2 separate regions of the Mus musculus genome follow, and region 2 is linked to region 1. Evidence: chromatin contacts called from public HiChIP or PLAC-seq data. All regions are on one chromosome and are shown on one strand. The core of a region is the stretch at or near the end of the contact, and the rest is flanking DNA. Distances in the headings are between cores, read along the strand shown.

Region 1 (3,870 bases), core at 932-3,431:
ACTGCAAATCTGTTCTACATTTTTTTTTACAGATTTGTCATTTCAAGAGTGTTATAAATATAGAATCACACAATGCGTAACCTTGTGAGATTACCTTCTTTCTCTTAGCATGGTAACCTTGTGACTCATCTAAGTTGCCATCTAGACCAGTAAATGACTCCATTGGACAAGCATTGTGATAAAATGCATGCAGTCTCTTTAACATTTGCAAGTGTACAGTTCAGTGACAAGAAATTCACCCTCACCACTCTCTGTTTACAAAATGTTCCCATAGCCTCAGTAACAACTTCACTCATCAAAGACTCCCTCTCCCTCCACATCTTTGTAACCTTTACTCTACTTTCCATCTCAAGGAATTTGCCTAGTCTACACATTTTATGTAAGAAGAATCTTATAATATTTATCTTTCTGGGGCTGGTGAGATGGCTCAGTGGGTAAGAGCACCCGACTGCTCTTCCGAAGGTCCAGAGTTCAAATCCCAGCAACCACATGGTGGCTCACAACCATCTGTAACAAGATCTGACTCCCTCTTCTGGTGTGTCTGAAGACAGCTACAGTGTACTTACATATAATAATAAATAAAAAATCTTAAAAAAAAAAATATTTATCTTTCTGGTTCTGGCCTATTCTACAGAGCATAATGTGCCCAAGGCCCATGGATACTGTGTCATTTATCATTTTTTTATCCCCATTTATAACTAAGTAGTTTTATTTATTTTTTTTACTGTGCAGTATTTTTACTAATAACATGGGTGGAATATTAATGACTTGCTTGGCAAATCCATAAATGACAGGGAGTTGTCAGTTTTGCATTTTCCAAATAGAGATTGACACTAGTTATTGGATAGACTGTATTCATCAAGCTGTGGAAATCACTGATGTCAAATTCCATGTGTGATCCTCACACGGTACTGTAACTGTAAAGGAATGTGACGTGGTTCAGTTGCAATGTGACAAACATCTGACAATGACATGTGAGTGTCCTCCTCACATCTCCTATGACAGTGAGACCACAGACCAACTTGGCCTCTATTAAGAGAAGTATAACATACTGAACATGGACTGTGATCCAGCTGCCGCACTGTATCCATGGCTGGGTACCAGTATATTTTAAGGATTAAATATTTAGAATTTGTGTATTTAGAAGAAAAAAAGAGGATAATTTTATAGGAAGGTAGTAGCCACTCACTATTAGATTCAGAACTTAGTGGTCTGCCTTGGTACTCAGGTCTTAGTCACAGGACTTATAAGCACCAGCTGTGACGAGTGTGTGCTGTGCATTGCTAGACTGTTTTAACACCAATAGTTTCCCAGCAGAGGCAGAGAATGTGCTTGAGTCTGCATAATACCTTGTGAATCCTGCACGTTTGAGAGTTTATAATAATAGAACATGACACAGTTTTGAGTTTAAAGCATTTATAGTTAATGGGACTGCAGAAAAGTCATTTTCTGTTATGTATGTCTGCATGCAATTTTAGCTTTTATAGTGAATATATATTACTCTATAAAAAAACAGTTGTAAAGCAATGCTCTTGTTTTGCAAATAAACAATAATACTTTAAAACAGTTACAACATAAAGAACTTAGGTCTGAGGATATATCCCAGAGTTTGCCTAGCTCTGGATTCAATGTCCTGCCTGGCATAAAGTAGGCTTGGTGTTGCCCATAGTCCTGCAGAAAATGAGACGGGCAAATCAGAAGTTCAAAGTTACCCTCAGCTCAGTAGTAAGCCTGGGTTTCATGAGACCGTGTCTCTAAAAACCTGTGTACCAACAGAAACACACAGCTTGTTCCTCGAAGTTCCTAAAAAAAAACAATCCAAACCATAGTCAGTGACTAGAAATCTCTAGGTGTATCAGCCTTTTCATATGCTGGAGCTCAGAAAACAGTGTGCGAAGGTTTCTCGCTCATTTCCTGTCTTTTTCCTGTGTGTCATCCCTCCCTCATTCTCTCCCAAGGCAAAGCACAGAAACTAGAATTCATTCCTCCTCCCCAAGCGAGGTCACAGAAACCAGAGCCCTTTCTTCCAAAGCCAGCCATAAAACCTACAAATATTACCTTAATCTTCCCCTGCTGATCTGTCCTTCTGCTAGCCATAAAGATAAGGCCATGTAGACCAGCTCACAGCGGTCTTGTCCCAGCCTTGGGAGGGCAAAGTACTACACAGGGAGGAAAAGAAACATCTGGGCAGGCTGTGGTCTTTAGCCTTCCGTCATACCTTTTGGTCTACTCATAACTCAACATGGCTGTCTGTGAGTCAGCAAACCTAAGCCTAAAAAAAAAATGTGTGGTTCTCGTTTGGTCTTTGGGTCTTCAATTCTGTAAAATTATGATGAAATATACATGTTCTGCCTCTCTCCTGTTAGCCTGTCTTCCAAGAATGTCAGCCATCAGCCTTTGTGGTGGGCAGGAAGACACATCCTCTTGTGTGTGCCTACATGTGCTTTCAGACCCAAGTGCACACGTGGACGTTGGGTTTGGATATGCGCGTTTCCCTTTTGCCTTTAGCTTGTTTAAGTGCTAGAAAAAGCCTGGCTTTGGCAGATCGCTCTGCTTGCTCAGGGTTACCTCCTGCCTCCGGGTTTGGATTATTAAGTAACTAAATAGGAAATCCTGACTAATTTCTGTGATTCATTTCCTCCCTGACTGCTGCTGCCTAGCATGGCTGTAATGTCAGAGGATGCTAGTTCTAAAAGGAAGCGAGTGGGAGAAAAGGCTGCTATCTCTCGTGAAAATGTTTCCTGCTAAAGCAGACATCTTTGCTGTCCCTCAGATGGCTTCTGTTACATCCTCAGAGACCAAGGGCTGGCCCCTTAATGCATATTGAGTAAGCGGGACTCTGACCCACTCTTGCCTTCTGGGAGTGTTTAGGGAAAGTGTTGCTAAGATACTTCAGTCAATAGGTTGTAAATGGAACCAACCCCAAGCCACACCCTCTTCCTCCACTGTTAATCTTACTAAGTGTTAGTTTAGGATTTGGGGTTATTTAAGTGGCTCAGGCCTCTCAATTTTACTTAAAAATTTTAGGGGGCTTTATTGTTACTTGACGTGGAATTTGAAAACTAAAAAGATGAGTCTGGCAAGCAGCAGATTGGTGTGAACGTCACCAATGTGCTAGAATGCGGGGCACATTGAGTGTTTGTAGGTCTTATGAAAATCATTATTAGCAGCTCTTCCTGTTTAGTTAAGAGGTTCAGTGGTCCTGGCATTGCTGCAGATGCACAGGATGGGCAAGCAGGCTGAGAGATGGAATAAAAGTGTTTACCCCAGATCAATTTTCAGATTTTTTTATGTGTCCCTAGGACGCTTTCAAATTTCAGAGCCAGGCCTGGTAGCACTTGCCTGAAATCCCAGATCTTAAAAGGCAGGAGCAGTAGCAATAGGAGGTTGAGGTTAGCCTGGGCTACATGACACCCTTCCTGAAAAAAAAAAAAAGTATACATTAAACACACACACACACACACACACACACACACACACACAATTTTTTTAAAGAAGGAGATGTTATGCCCTACCACTCTTTTGGAAGTTATCCTGGATTGTAGTTTTATAATTAAAAATAATTAAGTTACTCTTTTTTGTCTTACACAAAACGTCACTAATGTAGCCTAGGCTGTCTTTGAACTCTCAATCCTTTTGCTCTTGCCTTCTGCAGCCCTGGGTAACACGGCTGTGAGGACATGCTTGGCTCCTGGAATTAGGCTTTTTTAACTGATACAGAAAAACATCAAAGCAGAGACTGAGGAGAGGAGGAGAGTATGGGAGAGTTTGGAGGACAGAGAAGGGGGAGCTGTTGTCATTAAATTATAATCTTTAAAAAAAAGCCTTACAGCAAAGCGGGGCTCTCATAGGCTTTTAAAATTTGCACTA
Region 2 (3,870 bases), core at 557-3,056, 250 kb before region 1:
TGATACCTCTGCAAAACCCAGAGGTTCCCATGGTTTTATTTCTCCCTGTATCCGAGGCAACCTACCTTCCCATCTTTGAAGTGCTTCTTCAGCTGTCTCTGCATGGCGGTCAGCTTCTTGGACTGCACTCCACTGTAGGCCAGCAGCATGCCCCCGAACTGCCTCTCAGAGATTCTCCCATCTACCGGGTCATGGCGTTCAAACTGGGGAGGAAGCAGACAGAGTGTTCTGGGAGTTACATGGAAGGTATTTTGGTGTGGGCTGTGGGATGATCAATTGTGTTTGAGGGGAGAAATGAATCTGGCCCTTGGTTCCTCACAGAGAAAGCAGAACTGCTTAAACGCCTGTGTGACGTCATCACAATGAAGGTCATTACTCTGAGTTACTAATATGCACCAATAATAATAAAACCAAACAGTTAAACTCAGAACAGACAACCCCTCCCCATCCCCCCTTGGGTCAGGAGCATCCTTGAGGAACAGGGCCAATTTTAAAACTATAGAAAATTTCACAATTTTTCTCTTTTCTTCTTTTTAGACAGGCTCTCACTATGAGTTCCTGGCTGGCCTGGGACTCAGCATGTAGACCATGCTGGCCTCGAACTCACAGAGCTCTGCCTGCCTCTGCCTCCTGAGTTCGAGAGTTCATACATTAATAGTAATAACCAGTCTCTAAGATCATCCATGACCTTGCTTCTTAGAGAAGACTTAAAATAAGGATTTTAAGTCTTATCAATCATGCTTATGCAAAAATCAAATAGATCCCTAAGGATTTCAAACAAGCGTAATGTAATTAACAAGTTTTCTCAAAAAGGATATCTGAATGATAGGACATCAATAATGCTTAAGAGAAATATGTAACAAGACAAAGAACCTTGAGCTAATCTAAGCTTATCAGAGCACTGAGATTTCATTTAGAAACAGGACAAGGAAGCTCTCTTGGTCCCAGTTGCAATGTTAGTTCTATGTAATATGTAACACGTAATGTTGAGGTTTGGTCTTTTGCTATGTATTAGAATTATATTATTATAATGTATTATAATGCTAAATACTGGTCCCTAAGGCCTGGTTGCCCCCAAGGATGAGAAAATCTGCACATAGACTCAAGTGATGCAATGTCACCTTGACCCCTAAGTTACTCCTGATTGGTGAATGAAGATGCCTACAGCCTATAGCTGGGCAGAATTGATATAGGCAGGGCTTGGAGTTCCCAGGCTTGGGATCTGAGGAGACCATGAGAGAGGGAGAGGATGGGAGAAGAAGATGTCATGGGTAGGAGAGTCATGAAAGCATGGCTATGAGGACTGGCCAACTGAAGTTAAGAGCAGTTCAGACGAAACATGGAGAATTATAACTCAGGGTTATTAATGGGGAAATAGATTCTAATAGCTTAGAGGGTGGATATCTGCCCAGCTCTAGTGCTGATTAAGGCTAATAATAATAATAATAATAATTATAAAAGGCAGGGTAGGCCTAGTGGCCAAGTAGGGGCCAAAAGGACAGGAGGATGGTAGAATGTCCTCACACTCCCACATGGCAGGGTTGATCTGCTCTCCTGAGAGGGAGTTCACAGATGTCAGATGGTACTAAGTAAGTTCATGTCAACAAGCATGTCCCCACCGTCTTCTCCTTGTCCAGCACTGTGTGAGTCACCGTGCGGCATGGGAAGGAAGATCCCTGGGGACCTCTGCTAGGCAGATGACACATGTAAGACAGTGATAAAAATGGAAATATCCAAGAGTAGATTCTTTCCAGTCTTGCTTCCTCCCTCATGAGTCACAGAGTATACAAGCCACAAGAACTACACCGCAATAACAACTCTTTACTGCGCATGCACCTCACTCCAGAAGTTCCCCGTACACTCTCTCATTTAAATCTTTGTCAGGTCGGTGGAGCTTCTTGGCTCTGCTTTGCAGACAAGAAGCCTGAGGCAACGTGCAATTGACTAAGCTGGGTTAGCAGATGTAGTCCATCTGGATTCACAAAATTCCCTACTTCTCTGCAACCTTCAGGGCAGCACCCTGATATTCTGAATAAGCTACAACAGTGGGGAGGAGGGGCGGGGCCGAGAGCCGGCTGAAGGAAAGCACAACTCCTCCTGCAAAGGAATCGACATCACCACCACAGGCCAGAGGCTCCTTTCCCACTCGGGCCCACAGCAGTTCCCATCCGTCACTCCGTCTCTTGCACAGAACTGATTAATTTCTGACAAAACCCAAAGTTTTGGGGGGATTCGATTTAAGTTTGATTTATGGCTCAATTTGCCATCCTGAAACAAAACGGAGGAACTGATAAAAATTCTGAAAGCGGGCAACGTTTTGCACTGTTTAAAGCAGGTTTCCCGTAGGGTCAGATGGCTGAGCTGGAGTTGACCATACAGAATGTATTTACAGGCAGGGTCTACCCCAAAGCTGTGCCCCGCGGCTCTCTGGGCTGGCCTGGAGGATCTGGATAGACATGCCTGCCTTTCTGGAACTCCCTACCAGGGTGGAACAAGGCAGATTCGAAGTTGAAATGCTTCTTGTTTGTAAACCTGACAGCGGCTGGCTTGCTCAGGGTTCATGAAAAGCCTTCAGTTTCCACCCTCTAAAGGCACAAACATTCCTCTGTTGTGTTTCAAGGGCAGTTTCTAGGGGAGAGCCTCAAGTAGCAATTTCAATGCTCAAATTAGTATTTTTACTAGTTTTTGAAGACACAAACTTGGCTTTTGGTAACATGTTCCACTATTATCAAGCAATTAGAACCCAAAAGGCTTAAACATCAATATTTGTCCTTTCTGCAGCCTGGCCGACTTCAAAACTCATGGCTTCAGCTCTATGCTTTCACTTTGGACAGCCAGCATCTCTCAGTTTAGCCTACGGGGTCTTCTGGGGTAAAGCTACCTAATGAGGTTTTTCATGTTGCAGAGGATCAGGGTCTTGTGCATACCAGGCAAGGGCTCTACACTGAGCTCCAGCCCCAAGCCATTAGGTTCTGAGGGCTTAAATGAGGCCAAGCTGGCAGGGGTGCGGTGGGGTGGGGTGGGGTGGGGTGGGGGTAGAGGGCGTGTGTGTGTGTGGGGGGGGAAGGTAGGTGGTAGGTGTTTCACACACTACATCTGCTAACAGACACAAACATTCTACTTGTTCAACATTTTAAAGTTGAAGACCTACTAAATGGTAGTTTGGGAGTTTTGAGGACTGCATTTCGGGGATCTACTGACTAAAATGTCAAGGGCCATGGATAGATGTTACATGGCTGGAGAGATCATGTGTACACTTATTTTTTTGACATAGACTTCTCACTGTGCAGCCCACACTGGCCTCAACCTCATGATCCTGCTGCCTCAGCTCTCTAAGTGTGCCCCGCCATGCCTGACTCCCATCTTGTATTCTTTCTTAGCATTTCTGTTGCCATGAAGAGACACCTTGACCATGGCAACTCTTAAAAAGGAAAACATTTCATTGGTGCTGGCTTACAGGCTCAGAGGTTTAGTTTATTGTCATCACTGGTGCGATATCTGGTGGTGTGTAGGCAGACATGGGGCTGAGAGAGCTACATCTTGATCTGTAGGCAGCACAGGCAACTGTGCAACCATACTGGGTAGAGCTTGAGCATAGATGACCTCAAAGCCCTCCTACACAGTGATGACACACTTCCTTCAATAAGGTCACACCTCCTAAGAGTGCCACTTCCTATGGGCCAAGCATTCTAATGAGTCTACAGGGGCCACTCCTATTCAAACCACCACATATTTTTTTAAAATTTAATTTGTAATTTATTTTTTACACCCCATATTCCATTCCCCACCCCTCCCCTCCCACCCTCCAACTGCTCCACATCCCACACCTCCTCCCCACCACACCCCGTCTCCACACGGATGCCCGCACCC

Evidence for each region. HiChIP or PLAC-seq counts read pairs in DNA pulled down with a chosen protein or histone mark.
Region 2: a contact with region 1 is called in an HNF4G HiChIP or PLAC-seq map of pancreatic cancer cells. The contact joins two enhancer-like sites. A contact is called at or near these places in 4 of 39 promoter capture datasets (cranial neural crest, liver, maxillary cranial neural crest and 1 more), 3 of 484 Hi-C or Micro-C datasets (the C2C12 cell line, adipose-derived mesenchymal stem cells and muscle stem cells), 9 of 115 datasets of contacts at active chromatin or transcription factors (CD8 T cells, T-cell acute lymphoblastic leukemia, acute myeloid leukemia and 4 more) and 1 of 9 other capture datasets (embryonic stem cells).

The regions. Positions count from the first base shown.
Region 1 is chr10:59,576,967-59,580,836 of GRCm38.p6, reverse strand. The region is part of intron 1 of Mcu (mitochondrial calcium uniporter); the gene reads left to right. It overlaps Gm40671 (a long non-coding RNA gene), which reads right to left. Exons shown (of 2, transcript XR_871744.3): 1 at 2,059-3,870. Among named protein-coding and RNA genes, the nearest start is that of Gm40671, 3.4 kb to the right of the region's middle. Within about 2 kb of position 2,181, at least 219 of the 459 cell types and tissues checked have an H3K27ac peak or open chromatin away from gene starts, as enhancers often do. A contact at or near this core is called in the C2C12 cell line, adipose-derived mesenchymal stem cells, bone marrow-derived macrophages and 3 more, where this site is marked.
Region 2 is chr10:59,823,522-59,827,391 of GRCm38.p6, reverse strand. It overlaps Micu1 (mitochondrial calcium uptake 1), which reads right to left. Exons shown (of 12, transcript NM_144822.3): 9 at 66-203. Among named protein-coding and RNA genes, the nearest start is that of Gm23803, 7.7 kb to the right of the region's middle. Within about 2 kb of position 1,806, at least 91 of the 459 cell types and tissues checked have an H3K27ac peak or open chromatin away from gene starts, as enhancers often do. A contact at or near this core is called in the C2C12 cell line, adipose-derived mesenchymal stem cells, bone marrow-derived macrophages and 3 more, where this site is marked.